Linked DNA regions of Mus musculus: region 2 is linked to region 1. A link is a contact called in public Hi-C data. All regions are on one chromosome and are shown on one strand. The core of a region is the stretch at or near the end of the contact, and the rest is flanking DNA. Distances in the headings are between cores, read along the strand shown.

Region 1 (7,436 bases), core at 2,887-5,386:
TTTATGAACCCCTAGGCAGATACTCATGTTACATTTCTGCCAAGGTATGAATGCAGGCCGGCTGCTCTTCACCATTTGGTTCTGTTGTTGGTTCTGTGGTGGGATTCTTGAACTTTTGGCTAGTTTCCTTGGCCCATGAGGGAGAAGTTGGTCTCTGGCATTTGTTCACTTCCTGCACTTACTCACTGTTCCTGGTCATTAGGGCTAGGGCTAGGGACTCCGCTTGGAATGAAACTACTCGGGCCCTGGTTCTAGGCTCCTCCTCTCTGATCCCTTCATTGCTATCCTTTTTCTTTCTTGTCTTCTTCCTCCCTTTCCTCCTCTTCTTTCTCTCACATTGGTACCCCAACTTTTCTGTCCCTCTCTCTCCTGCCATGTACCTCACTTGATTGGTTGGAACCATCTCCCAAGGAAACGGCGCATAGAGGAGCCTTGACTGACCTTCCGTGTTGCTCACCTCACACTTGGCCTTGGGTAAAGAAGGTCAGGTGAAAACAAACTCCCTACCCTAGAGGCCTTGACCTCGCTTGCCTTTGTCAGATGACCCTCAAGTAAACTGACTCTGAAACTCCTTCTCTCTAGACAACAGATCAGTTCTCACAGCTTGGGAGGTGTGATTCCCACACCTGGTGTCCCCGGCCAGCATGGAGCAGCTATTTCTGCTTTCCCAGTCTCCTCCAGTGCCAATGGCCATGTTTTCTCTTTGGAATGACTTGTACAGCCTTCCCAGGTTGGCTCTTCCAGAGTTGTTTGCAATCATTTAAGTTGGCACAATATAATTTCAGAGGGCTTTTTGGGGCTGTGGATGAAAAACTTAAAATGTAGATTCCCTTGACCCAATAATGCCAACCCTGGGAAATGTTTTTAGAAAATAATCAGAGACACAGCCAAAAGTTTGTATAAGAATATTTATTTCAGTGCTAGTTATAATGGTAAAGGACATAAAGAAACAATCCATAGGCACTTGGTTAAATAATTTATGGCAACACTAGGCAGCCATCTCTCCCTCTCTCTCTCCCTCTGTGTGTGTGTGTGTGTGTTTGCACTTAGAGCATGCTTGATATGTGTGGCTCGGCTTTCTGTGACTGCAACATGGACTCAAAAAAAGTCAATCTCTAACATTCCTTTGGTTCGTGGCTTGAGAGGTTTTGAGTCATGACTGTTGCTTTGCCTGTGGATGGCACATCACAGCCAGAGCCAGTGATAGAGTAAAACCATTCACCTCATGCTTAGGATGTGGAAAGAGGGGAGATGAGGGGGCTGGGGTCCCACAATCCTCGTCAAGGCTGAGTGAGAGTGGCTGTTGCAGTTTCCAAATCGATCTGGCAGCATCACGGAGGTCCTCGCTACCTGCCCCAACGTTCTGGGTTCTCAAATGAAGTGTGTGTGTGTGCGTGCGCGAGTGTGCGCATATTCCTTAAACAGCTCAGTGGTTGGGCCACTTCCAAAACTCCATGTAGCTAACACTCTCCCCTCCAATATTTCTGAGTTATTACTTACTCACTAAAACCTATATTTCATCTTGGCTGCGCTGGACCCAGCCCTCTTGGACCGAGTGCACCTACATGACAGTTATGTTCTCTGTTTGGCACCTCTCAGGTGTGGCCTCCTCTCCTTTCCTGGCATGATGACTGTCTCTTCCTGTTCCTCCTCAGCCCCTTGTCCAGGAATCCTAAAGTCCTGCCTCTGGCTCCCTCTCCAGTCATTGGCCACCGGCAACTTTATTTACCAGTCAAAACCAACTGGGGAAAGGGTCCCTCAAAATCTGATGTGTGGACAGGGGGGATTCTCGTGCAATTCGGGGGCCAAAATTAACATAATATAAGCAGCATTAGACCAAATCTACAACAGCAACAGTATAAGGAGTTCTTCTCAGAGACCTCCTGTGCTAGCTTGGCTTGTGTCAGTTTGACACGAGCTATAGTCATCTAAAAGGAGGGACCCCCAACTGAGAAAATGCCTTCACAAGGTTGGCCTTTAGCAAGCCTTTGGAGCATTTTCCTGAATATTGATTGACGTGGGAAGGCTCAGCTCACTGTGGAAGGTACCAAACCTGGGCAGGTTGCCCTGGGTGGTATAAGAAAACATTCTGAGAAAGCCATGAAGAGCAAGTTGTTAAGCAGTGTTCTTCCATAGCTTCGGCTTCCCTTCCTGCCTCCAGCTTCCTGCCCTGGTTTCCCTATGTGGTAGAGTACAACAAAAAGCTGAAATAACCTCTTTCCTCGCCGAGTTGCTTTTGGTCATGGTGTTTTATCATGGCAACAGAAAACCTAAGCTACCTTCACTCGGGTAAGGACTGAATTAATGGCTTCACCGAAGAAAAGAATTTCAAGATGGATGGATATGAAGCAAATTAGCAGATATTAGAGAGATTTTAATGCATATCTGAGCTTGAGGGAAGGGAAGTATTTAGGGAAAGGATAGGCCACACCCACGAGAGGGCTGTGCTTAGGTAGTTATCTTTATATAAATAGCCATTTATATAAGTTTGGGGGTTCTGAAATTGTGAGGCAGGCAAGTATAGGAGATGTTTAGGGATGTGGAACTCTGTTGGTTTTAGCTGTGTACACCGCTCTCCCCTTCTTGTAATAAAGCACCCGACAGTCTAGTTCCTTTCCCTGCACATATTATACCCATACACCCTTCCCAATAAGGCATCTAGCAAGCTCAGAACCTCTTTAACCCTTATATGCATTGGACTACATATACCTCTCTCTGAACAGTCCCCTAAGTTCCTCTAAAATGATCGAATTAGATGGTTTCTATTCAAGAGTACCCACAATGTATCCTAAATGTTAAAGAATTAAAGGGCATGTCCAGCCTATTTAAGTGAATTTCTAGGGCAGAACCTCTACTTTTACCACATTATGCCTATGCATGTATAGTTAGGCATACATGTGGTTAAAATGAGATACATTATGGGGAGGGACATTCACAGATAAATGAATATATAAATTAATCTATCAATCAAAATAGAGGACTCTCTGACCACAGCTTCTCCTGCCTTAGATTCCATAAAAAGCCTGGGGTTCTGGGTACCTTCATTCATGTGGCCTGCTGTCAATCTTGACAGTGTGTCCCTCAAATAAAGTTCTCTTGCTCCTTTTGTAAATCTGTGTAGCCCTTATTTTCAGTTTTCTGGGAAAGAGGCTGAGAACTTGGAAACACCCAACCCCATCCTGACCTCAGACCACCAGTGACAGAGATGGTCTGCTATGGAATTTAAATGAGATCTTAGGCTGGCTCCTGAGTGCACTGGGGTTACAGCTGATAAGGTGCCACCCGAGGACGGCTCCAGGAAGTGAAGACGTTTCATTCATAATCAAACGTCAATAATCTAGTTTGTGAGATTCTCGGGAGATGTATGGGAAGGATGCAGGGCAAACTCAAGGTCATATATACTAAGGCCCTATGCACAGTTCATTGCTATTTTAACATTCTTACTTTAAAATATCTCTCTACGAAAGGAATATGGTCTCTATGCCAGTACGCTTACAACAGATGCTAGTTGTGCCGAAATGCTTGACTCCCAGAGAGTCTTTGATTAGATTCCCAGAGTAAGGGGCTCCCTCCCTTTCACATGTTCCCATAATCATCCCCTTTTCTCCCCTGCCTCACATAGGTCAATGACTAGATCCTGATGGGCCCCACCTCTAAAGGTTTCTACCATCTCCCAATAGTGCCAAGTTGGGACAAAACTTTCAACTCATAGGTCCTTGGGACGCAATCTAAATCTCTCTTTTGCCATTTTAGATCATTCCCCACTCTCCAGAACTCAACCCTCTGACCTCCATTTTTAGTTTTTCCAATGAGGGGCCCAGCAAGGAGGCAAAAAAGTTAGGCTCCTCATTCCCGGCTGCTTTTCCACTCATGGCTGTGGATTCTACCAGGACTCGCTGTTGCAGAATATTTGATCACACTGGGAACTCTGAGAGTATGCTGTTTACTGGAAAAACCTGTTTTTAGTTGTGCTGTGTCACATGCCTTTAATCCAAGAGCTTTTTGTTTATTGTAAACATGATTAAATAACACCAGCCATAGGTCAGAGCAAGCAACCAGCTGACAGGGAGTAAACACAGGAAAAGAACCACAGAGTGTGAGAGGAAGTCAGGAGGGCGGATAGAGAGGCACACAGGAAGTAGAAGGGAGGGCCATTCAGTTTGAAGGGTTTTGGAGACAATGTGAAGAAGGAGAGCTTGCTCTGCCGTTGGGAGGTCGGCTGAGGAAGAAGGTCAGCTGGGTGCTTTCTCTGCCTCTCCGAGCTAGCAGGCTTTCACACCAGCATCTGGTAAATTGAACAGTTGAGATTTTGTTAACAACCTTTCCTCACTCCTGAGCCCCACAGGGCTCCAGGAACTGCTCTCCTTCTCCACCCTCGGGGTTAGCCACGGGAAGCTTCCCAGGGTTCCTTTCGGCAGTTCTCCGTCCCTCAGCTGTGCCTCAGGAGACCAACAGAAAACAAAATGTAGTTTCTGCTAGGACTCTACATGATGCAATGCAGGAAAAAAAAGTTTACAATATAAGGTGAAGTGACAGAATCAGGCTAGAACAATCTCAGCCTGCATACAAATAAATATATTTAGAAAAAAGAAAACATTTGTGCACAGAGAGAGGAAAGACTAGAAAGAAACATGGGAGGATCTGTCACAGTGTCTGGGCTACAAGGTTACAGGTGATTTTTCTCGTCTCTATACAACTCTATATTGTACACTTTGTGTATTTGTTTATTTTGAGACGTGATCTTGCTATGTAGCCCAGGCTGGCCTAGAACTTGTCAATCTTCTTCTACTTAGATTCTAGTCTATTGTGCACATTCTTAGAAGTAACCATGTATCACCTTTAAAGTGGAATATATATATATATATATATATATATATATATATATATATATATTTAAACAAAACTGAAAGTGAAATTGGTTTTTTTGTAAATAATAGATCATAGATTTTTTTTAGTGAATATATGATAATATATCATAGTATATAGGATATTGTAGTATAGAAAGAAATATAAGTATTTTTTGCTGAGCCTTAACTATTATCATTTACATCTCACCCATTACTGGGACTGCTCCTTAAGCCTGCCCAGTGCCTAATATAACTTCTGTGGGGCAGCCTTTTCAGAGGCTTCACTTCTTTCAGCTCTGGCTTTGGCCTGGTGCTCAGCTGTGCCTGGTGGTCAGGGAGGGGAGAAGGGAGAAGGGGCCTCAGTGCAGCCGATAGGTCAGTCTGAGCAAGCCAGTAGTGTGTTGACAACTCTCTGGAGTATATCCTTGGCTATCACTTTATGCTAGTTGGTGGATATACTAAGTGATCTTAGGTCTCTATTAGCAAATATCATGTCACTGTGCTTGGAATCAGAAACCTGCTACAAATACCGAACAGCAGTTAACTTATTAAAATTAACATTCAGACTTATTAATAATTATTCATCTGTTTATTAATTTATATATGTATATGTATTTATGTATGTATGTATTTATACAGGGTCTCAGTGTATAGCTTTGGCTAACCTGGAACTTGCTATGAGAACCAGGCTAGTCTCAAACTCAGAGGAATCCACCTGCTTCTGTCTTCCAAGTGTGGCATCAAAGGTGTATGACACCACACCAGGCTCAAAATAGTCTTTCAGTCACAGTTTTTTCAGTACCCCTAGAGATACCCCGCTACCTACTCATGTAGGATAAAAGCAGTACATATTTGGGCATGGTTATAAAGGTTTATTCAGAATGTTCTAAAAATTGAACAGAGGTGGTCAAGGTTCAAAGTTTTTTGTTTGTTTGATTTGGCTTGGGCAGGCAGAGTTGGAGGAGAAACCTCACATCAACAGATCATTTCTAGCAGGGATTTGATTTTGTTCCGATTTCTTTTGTATCTTCTGAATCCTTTATCCCTATGCTTCTCAACCTGTGGGTCACAACCCGTTTGGAGGTCGAATGCCTCTTTCTCAGGGGTTGAGTATCAGGTATCCTGTATATCAGATATTTACATTACGGTTCACAACAGTAGCAAACTTACAGTTAGGAAGTAGCAATGGAAGTAATTTTGTGGCTGAGGGTCACCACATCATGAGGAACTGCATTAAAGAGTGTCAGCATTAGGAAGGGTGAGAACCACTGAGTTAGAGGTAATATGAGAAGCTTACATTATTTAAAAAAAAAAAAAAGAAAATCAATTCCTTAAGCATAAGCAGCACTCGCCATGCAGTGGTTGCTTTGCCAGCTTCAGCTCTGGGGCCAGCCTTTCAGGCCGCAGGTAGAGCCCTGGCCTGGCAAAGCACCAGACTACCGTCTGAGCTAGTAACAAAGATTATAAGGGACCTTGAACCCTGATATGACCATTACAATGCGCAAGGCTGTTTTCCAAGAACTTTCTACACCCACTTTATCTTCCTAACTGGCACTTGAGTTGGGGAGTGTCCCCATTGGTTTTTCATTGCTGTGACAGTGACCAAAACCAACTCGGGGAGAGGAAAAGGTTTAGTTGGCTTACACATCCCAGTCGCAGTCACTGAGGGCAATCAGGACAGGACAGGAGCGGGAGGGGAAGCAGGAGCAGGAGCCATGGAGGAGCTGCTCACTGGCTTGTTCTTGAGGCTTACCCAGCCTGCTGTCTTACACAACCCAGGACCACCTGGCCAGTGGTGAAAAGGCTCACAGTGGCTTGCCAATTAGCAATTAAGAAAATACCTCATAGGGCTAGAGAGAGATGGTTCAGTGGTCAACAGCATTTGCAGGGAATGAGGGGAGAAGTTTGTGTGACCACCATGGCCATCGGAGCAATGATCCACAGGAGACAAGAAGGTAGTTCTGTTCAACACAACTAAGTGGCCAGTGTTGGCTCAAACTTCGAAAATCTGACCCCCGAGTAGTTTATTTTAGATACACTTAAGCATAGTATATTTTGGTGAAAACTTCCTGGTGATAATTAACTCAATCTTGTGTTCACAATAAAGCACAACGTAAACTAACTAAAAAGCAGCTGTGACTACATTGAAACTTTGTGAACTACCTGTGATGCCTTCCATAAAGACGGGGTCTTTAGACTGATGATGAGAAGAAAAACAAGCTCACCCTAAGGGTCTGGGAGCCACATGGACAATGCAAAGGCCACCATGCTATTAACCATCCTGGCTCTTAGTCTTCTGGGCAGATAAAAAGCTATGCATCCCTTCTTTTGCAGAAACAAACCTGTGTGTTTAACATTCCTGGTTCCTCTAGTGTACAGGGACCTCCATGCCTCCTCCAGGAGCCAATGCCTTCTTCTGGCTTCCACACACACTACGTATGTACATGGTACATATATGCAAGCAAAACACTCATATACACACAATGAAAATAACCTTTTTTAAAAGGAAAAAAAAAACAAAATGCCTGTAGCTTAGTTTTTTTTCAAACCCTATTTTTAATAATGGTTCTTAAAAGTTTTAACCTCTCT
Region 2 (7,436 bases), core at 2,680-5,179, 360 kb after region 1:
AAGAGAGAGGGCACAGAGGACCAGCCCTGGCTCAAGGAGGAGAAGAGAGAGGGCACAGAGGACCAGCCTCGGCTGCTGCAGTTAATTTTTTTGTGCTTAGTCACTTTTTATTGGATATTTTTATTTATTTACATTCCCTTTCCAGATCCCCCCTCCCCCAGAAACCTTCTATCCCATCTCCCCTCCTCCTGCTTCTATGAAGGTGTGCCCCCACCCACCCACTCACCCACTTACTCCCTCCCTTTTCCCTGCCTACCCTCGAATTCCCCTGAACTGGGTATTGAGTTTTCATGGGACCAATGGCCTCTTCTCCTGCTGATGCTCAACGAGGCCATCCTCTGCTACATTTGCAGCTGGAGCCATGGGTCTTTCCGTGTGTACTCCTTGGTTGATGATGGTGCTCTGGTTGGTTGGTATTGTTGTTCTTCCTATGGGGTTGCAAACCCCTTCAGCTCCTTCTGTCCTTTCTCTAACTCCTCCACTGGGGACCCGGTGATCATGAAGACATTGATGGTAACACTGAGAACTGAGAACTGTGTCCCCATCTGCTCAGAACTCCAGAAGGACTGCCCACCTGAGGACCCTGCCCCTTCAAATCAACCCTGAAATGTCACACGAGGATGCTCCAAGAAGAATTTTGCTGAGCCACTCTCCGGTACTATTAAATATAAATTCTGAGTTGACTGCAAAGAAATTAGACAGCATATTTTTTTAAGCCTGCGAATCTTTTCCTTGAACATACCTACCTACCAGGTTTACTGGAATATTGAAACAAGTTTTACAAAGTGAAATTATATTGCTTCTACCCATTCCATTTGACAATTCCACAGGATAACTGAGTAAGGTGTCTTTCTTTTCACTGCCAACAAACTATGACCTGGTCATTATGAACATGTAGAGTTTACTTCATGATCAGTCATGTGTTGAGCACCGTAATGTCTCTGGTGCTGGGCTAAAGAGAGCAGACACAGAACTATCCTCAGTGCACAGTGAAGTAGAAAAGAGACAGTGTGAAAAATGCTTATGGTATCATGAATTGAATTGTTTCCCACCCCCACCCCTGAAATTCAATGAAGCACTGATGTCCTATAGCTGAGAATGTGCCATAGTTGGAAATAGGATCTTTGCAAATGGACTCAAGTTGAATGATGTCATAGAGCAGTCTAGCCCACTGTGACTGCTGTCCTGATACATAACGAGGTATGAGACACAGACAAGACACAGGGAACTTCCTATGTAAATGAAGGAACATAGATTGGAGTTATATTGTAAGATATATTTAGCCCTTGAATGTCCCCCGAAGGCTTGTGTTTAGGCTTGCTCCCCAGAACATGGCTCTGTTGAGTGGTAGGAAGAACAAATTAGCTCACTAGGGATTTGCTATCAAAAGAAACATCACCACACACACACATCTTTCCTTTCCTTTTCCATCTCTGCCGATGTAACCTTACTTCACCCCCTTTTTCCTCCACATGGTTGCTGGCCATGAACCGAACCCCCAGCACTATGTGCCAGTATAAACCTTTCTCTCTGTACATGATTATCTCAGATGTTTAGTCACAGTAATGGACAGTTAACTGACCCATATTGCCTTAAGAAAATAGATACCAAAGATTTTTGGCCACCACCAGAAGCTAGGAAAGAGACCTGCAGCAGAGTGCCCCTCAAAATCTTTATAGGAACCAATCTGTCATTTTTTGGTTACCCTTTTATGTCACCAAGATGGCTTGAATAAAAATGCCTCCCACCCATAGGTTCACATATTGTAATGCTTGATCTGCAGTTCATGGAACTGTTTGGGAAGGATTTGGAGGCATGGCCTTGTTGGAGGGGTGTGTCACTGGGGGGTAGACTTTGACTCAGCTACTGCTGCAATGTCAGGCCTGTCTGTCTGTTTCTGGGCTCCTCATGATGGACTGTCTCTAACCCTCTAGAGCTGAAAGAAAGCCCCCGTGAACTCTTTGTTTATAAGCGGCCTTGGTCATGGTGTTTTATCATGGCAATAGAAAAGTAACTAAGATGGTCACATTTTTTTTAAAGTGGTAACTTTCAGGAACTACAAATACGCTGTAAGAGGGGCCTCAACAGGGCATTCACACAGCGCAGGGAAGGCTCCTTGCCTAGACAGTGGCATGCTCTTTTCTCTGTGGAGTGGTTCAGAAGTGGTTGGAGGCAATAGCTGCTCAGAAGTGGCAAGCTTTGCCAAAACAAAGCTGAGCCCTAGAAAAAAAAAATATCCCATGCATACTGTAGTCAAACTCTTTGCTTAGAAGGCCCTAGAAGGAGATGGGCATGTGGTAGACAAAGATGAAACTCAATCTCAAAGTGCAGGAGAGGAAGTTTTCCAGTTGCATAGCTGTCTAAGATGAAGAATCAGTGTCAAGGCTTGAAAACAGGGTACAGTGTTCTCTAAGTGTGTGCAGGTTGCTTTTAGGGCATTAAAAAAAGAAGGCTTGGGAAATGAGCTGTGGGGGAGCAATGAGAATTCACAGAGTGGCGATGTGGTGCAGCTCCTGGTGTCCTGCACAAACAGGGGCCTGGAAACTCTCGGTCTGCTTTCTAAGGAGACCGTATCATCTTTATTATTATTGCTTTCACCGCGATGACACTGTCCACTGAGCTGATTTTTCAAGAAGGGCTTTCTTAGTTGACATGGATTCATATCTTTTTCTACTAAGTTCCAAAACCAAATGCAGACCCCGGATGAATATTTAGAATTCTAAAGGATTTTTTCTAGGTAAAAATCTAAGGCTGCCATCTCTTAAAACAAATGAGTTCGGTTGCACAAATACATTCATGTCAAAGTACTTCAAAAAGCAATATGCATCAAGCCCCATAGATCATGTCTGAGTTTTGCTTCCAGTCTTAGACAGCACTGTAAGCCACAGAAAGAGAAGGGGGGGGAGGGATTGAGCAATTGTTCTTCATTGTTGAACAATATTTTTTTAGCCTTAGTCCCAGTTTAATTGAAATTATTTACCCAGGTAAACACATTTGCTACATGAAGAAATGTTACCTGATACAGGTCCAAGGGACACAATGAGACCACGGAGCGGTATCTTTGGCAAGTGTTGTGGAAAAAGTAATTAACTCGGGTTTCCAGGGAGTGGTGATCTAGCTCTGGCTTTCATATTATTGGAGTGTGCAAAGCTGGCTGGTGGGTCAAGGGTTTCCAGATCCTCTCTGCCCCTGCTTTCCTTATATTTACATTTTCAGCTTTAGCGAGGGGGATTTTGTGCAGAAAAAGCTATTTTAGTTGCCATGACCTAAAATCCCAGCACTAGCAAGTGATTCTCTCCTCTTCTGGGGAGGGCTAGCTCTGCAGATTCAGAAATGAATGACCAGGGGCAGAAAGTGGGAAGGCTATGTGTAATTAGGGACCCAAAGTCCAAATGGCTGGTTTTGATCAACATGCACCCTTTGCCTAACGCTAATCCATTTGTTCATTTATTGGAGTTTAAAACTGAGCCCTATGCCCTCCAGCCTCGGCAAGCAAAGACATAATTTAAAGTACCAAGACACAAATGTGCTATTTATTCCCATGTAAAAGAGTCATTCTTACAGTGACTTACATTTTTTTCCCCTTCAGGAAGCTAGATCTTTTCAAGTTGTTTACCATGTTGTCAATGATTACCATCATTAATAATGATAATGACAATCACCGGGCCCCAGCCATGTGCTGGGGAATAAATAGACCACTGAACTAGGCTTCAGCCCAGCCTAGAGATACAGTGGTAGTTTTGTTTCACCGCAGAGTTCACAAAGTGGGATGGCAAATATGAAGAAGGTCTGGACCCAATATCTTCCCTCAGCTTTTTTTTTTCATTTCATTTCAAAGCTCCCTTTTTGCAATTCCTTGTGCATACAGAGGTTGTGGACCACAGTCAGCCTCTATGTATGACCTGGCACTGGCTCCACAGCCCTTGCAGTTCTCCAGGCTGGCACTAATTGCCAGATGCCCCCAGCTGAGCAGGACTGGATGTCAGGGCCACTGGATGCACTATTAATGGAATCTGTTATCAAGTCACAAGACAAGATGCCAGTCTGGCACCATTCTGCAAACTGGAAGTGCATGGGGTCGGGGGTGGGAGAACACAGACTCCCTGTCTGACGATGAATAGCTAAGCTGTGAAACCAATCCACTGAGAATCTACTAGGAATTAGCCTGTCACAAATGGCTCTGCTGTGGGTGAGGGAGGAGCATGTGATTGTGGGTCTGTTTGTCTGTCTGTCTGCATGTATGTGCTTTAATTGGTGTTGTAAATGCATGTAGAAAAGCATACCAAATATAAATGATAGCTGAGATTCTTGGCTGGTGTCTTGCTTGGATTAATGTGTCCTGATAGCATTAGGGATATAAATATAAGTGAAGTATTAAGAGCAAGAGTAGAAATTGAATAATAACTCTTTTCTGAAGAGTAATTGCGTTGGAATAATTTGCCCTCACCATTTCCATGGGTGCCTAGAATAAATATGTAATTTGTTTTGATCATTTCACTTGACAAAATTAGACTTAGTACAAGTTTGAAGGGGCGCCCTCCCCCAGTCCCCAGTGTCTGTGCTTCCCTCTCTTGGATTCTGAACCTTGGTTTTACAGATGAGGAAGATGGTTATATAATGTGTTACCCACGGGCTCATGTGCTGAATGCGTGGCTTATACCCGATGACATTATTTTAGAGAGATGATGTAAACTTAAGGAGGTAGGCCCTACCTGGAAGACGCAGGTCACTAGGCAGGGGCATTACTTTGAAAGTCCCTGATCCCATCCACTCTCTCTTACTTCTTATCTCTCATGATATAAATATAACACCCCACACTCTACACTCCAAGCATTTCTGCTTTGCTGTGCCCTTCCCATCATAGAGGACTGGGGCACTTTACACCAAGGTAAAGCCTTCCTCCTTTGAGCCAGGCATTTGATCATATTGGTGAGAAAGTTATTATCATACCTTCATTATTTCTGCTCCTACTTTAGCTCATATGTCTACAGAACAAGGCTCATAAACAAAGCTAAGCAGAGAAGCAAAGGGCATTTGCTATTTGCCCCTTTTCAGCCCCACATGGTACAATCACAGAGAACTAGAAGTTATCACCACCATGGAAATTCCTAAAATGTTTTTCCAAGCATACTCACGGAGACCTTTTACCAAGGAGAAATGAGAGCACAAATGCTCCTAGCCCTCTACTCTACTCACATGGCTTCTGCCAGTCAGCTCAGCTCTCAACACTCCTCTCCATCCCAGGCTATCAGTAGAAATACAGAAATCACAGGCATACACAAAAACCTAATATATGGATGCAGAACACATTCACGTGTACTAAATACCAGTCTCTGCCTTTGGATAACACACATGATGCTGAAATCCAAACACAACCTTCCATTATCTCCATGGGAGTTTCTACATGCATCAAGGGGCACATTTGGTTTAGATCAATTAAGTTTGTTTTTCTTTTATTACTTAGGCACATAAAGCAGTCAAAATACATTTATTATATATTCTTTTTAAAAAAATAATTTCCCTGCATATACATATGTTTTACAAATACAACAGGCTTTCCACTGTCAGGACTCAGGCAGTGGCAGCTTTCATTTTTCTCCTTACAGGGAAAGATGGGCTCATACAGGTCATTTCTGGAAGAGGCACTTTCTTACTTAGTGTAGAAAGTGAAAGAAAAGAAAGGGAATAGAAGAATGGAGATTTTTTTTTAACTTCAAACAATCTGAGATTCGTATCTTTAAACTTACAGTCACAGGGCAGAGACTGGCTGGGATACTCCTGTAAACCCATCGGTTAGAGAGGCCACGTCTTGTCACCTCCAGACAATGGCAGGACACACTAATGCAGTTAAGCCATGCTGCTGCTCGAGCGTTGGGGGAGGACTGGGTCATTTCAGGTCAGTCTGGATCCCTCCTTTCCTCTGTAGGGACCTTCTGCACAGAGATGAAACTCGGGGACACAGGACACACTGCTTTGTCCTTACAGGGAAGTGCCACAGACATTTGCCTCAGTAGGCTCCTGAGGGTTTATCACACTTGCTCTCTGGGATCTCCTTATTCAGCTTCTTATTGGAAGCTGTCTGTTGTCTCATTCCTAAACAGGGAGCCCCGTGGGATCACAGGGCACGTCTGTCTCAAGCTCTCCTACAACTCCACAGTGATGCTTATGACTCAGCAAATACGCGTTGAATGGATGAGTGTGTTCATCTATCCAATCCACATATAGCCAGTGGTGAAAATTAGTCCACACCTTTGAGAAGTTCTCAGAAGAGAAATAAACACTAAGCCATCGCAGGGAGAGTGTGGGAGGGAAGAAACCATGCTGAATTAGATAGTACATTTGTATTACATGATGTGTGATACCATATGAAGACAGGCACATTCGCTGTTCTGCTCCCTCCCACGCTGATTAGTAGGTTATTCTTTCAAAAATTAGTCACAGAGTGTGTGGGCACTGCTGCCCTCTCAGTCTCTGGGAACCATGCTAGGATCTAAAGCTGCCAGTCCTGAGGTACAGCAGCTGCGTGCTGATCCTAAGATGGGGTAGAGTTCGGGCTGCTGAGACGCTTAGCAGGTGCCTCTAGATAACTCTGGGTATTGGGTGGGAGTAGGTACCTGGTTTGAAGACAGGGTGACTTCAAAGTTCAATATCTGTTGTACATACTCATTTTTACAGCTAGTGGTAAGGTGATGGTTTCTGAGTCTGTGGTGGTTTGAATGAGAATGCCCTCCCATAGGCTTTTCTCTCCTCCCACCCCCACTGCCAGGTTAGGATGTACACTCACAGCTATTTCTCCAACACATGCCTCTCTGCCTGCCATCACATTCACCATGATGATGAGGGTTTACCTCTCTGAACCTGTAAGCAAGTTCCCAATTAAGTGTATTCTTTTATGAGTTGCCTCGTTCATGCTTTCTCTTCACAGAAATAGAACATTAAGACAGAAGTTAGTACCCAGGACCACCAGCAGAGGGATGGCACCACTCACAATGGGCTGGGCTGGGCACTCCACCATCACTAAGACAATGCTCTAAAGGTTGCCTACAGCCCAATCTTATAGATGCATTTTCTTAGCTTAGGTTCCTCCCTCTCTGATGACTTTTACTTGTGATAGGTTGACATAAAACTAGCTACCAAAGCACAGAATGTCTTCAAATGCCCCGTTACTCCTGGCTTAAAGATCTATTGTTAGCAGCATATAGGTGATTCCATTGGCCTGACCTCAGGAACCTAGCTTAAGCACCATGACCTGAGGCCACTGCCAGGTGTGACAGGTGTGTGCTGCCACTCTATCTCTCTGTGTGTCCTTGGTGTTCCCTCTCTTGTTCTTAGGGTGTGCCCCTCTCTCTGTCCCCTTTCTCTGTCCTCATGGCTCTGTTCCCGTCTATCTGCCTGTCTATATTCTCACTTGCCTGCCTCTATCCCTTCCCCAGGTC

The links. Hi-C and Micro-C count contacts between places; a contact is called where the count stands out from the background.
Region 2: a contact with region 1 is called in a Hi-C map of liver, with 2.8 times the contacts expected there. The contact joins two enhancer-like sites. A contact is called at or near these places in 14 of 484 Hi-C or Micro-C datasets (the 63-12 cell line, the N1E-115 cell line, cerebellar granule neurons and 8 more), 4 of 115 datasets of contacts at active chromatin or transcription factors (SST interneurons, embryonic stem cells, heart atrium and 1 more) and 1 of 9 other capture datasets (embryonic stem cells).

The regions. Positions count from the first base shown.
Region 1 is chr3:85,191,030-85,198,465 of GRCm38.p6, forward strand. No RefSeq gene overlaps it. Among named protein-coding and RNA genes, the nearest start is that of Gm31096, 73 kb to the left of the region's middle. Within about 2 kb of position 4,137, at least 120 of the 459 cell types and tissues checked have an H3K27ac peak or open chromatin away from gene starts, as enhancers often do. A contact at or near this core is called in the N1E-115 cell line, heart atrium and liver, where this site is marked.
Region 2 is chr3:85,547,547-85,554,982 of GRCm38.p6, forward strand. It overlaps Gm3740. Among named protein-coding and RNA genes, the nearest start is that of Gatb, 23 kb to the right of the region's middle. Within about 2 kb of position 3,930, at least 22 of the 459 cell types and tissues checked have an H3K27ac peak or open chromatin away from gene starts, as enhancers often do. A contact at or near this core is called in the N1E-115 cell line, heart atrium and liver, where this site is marked.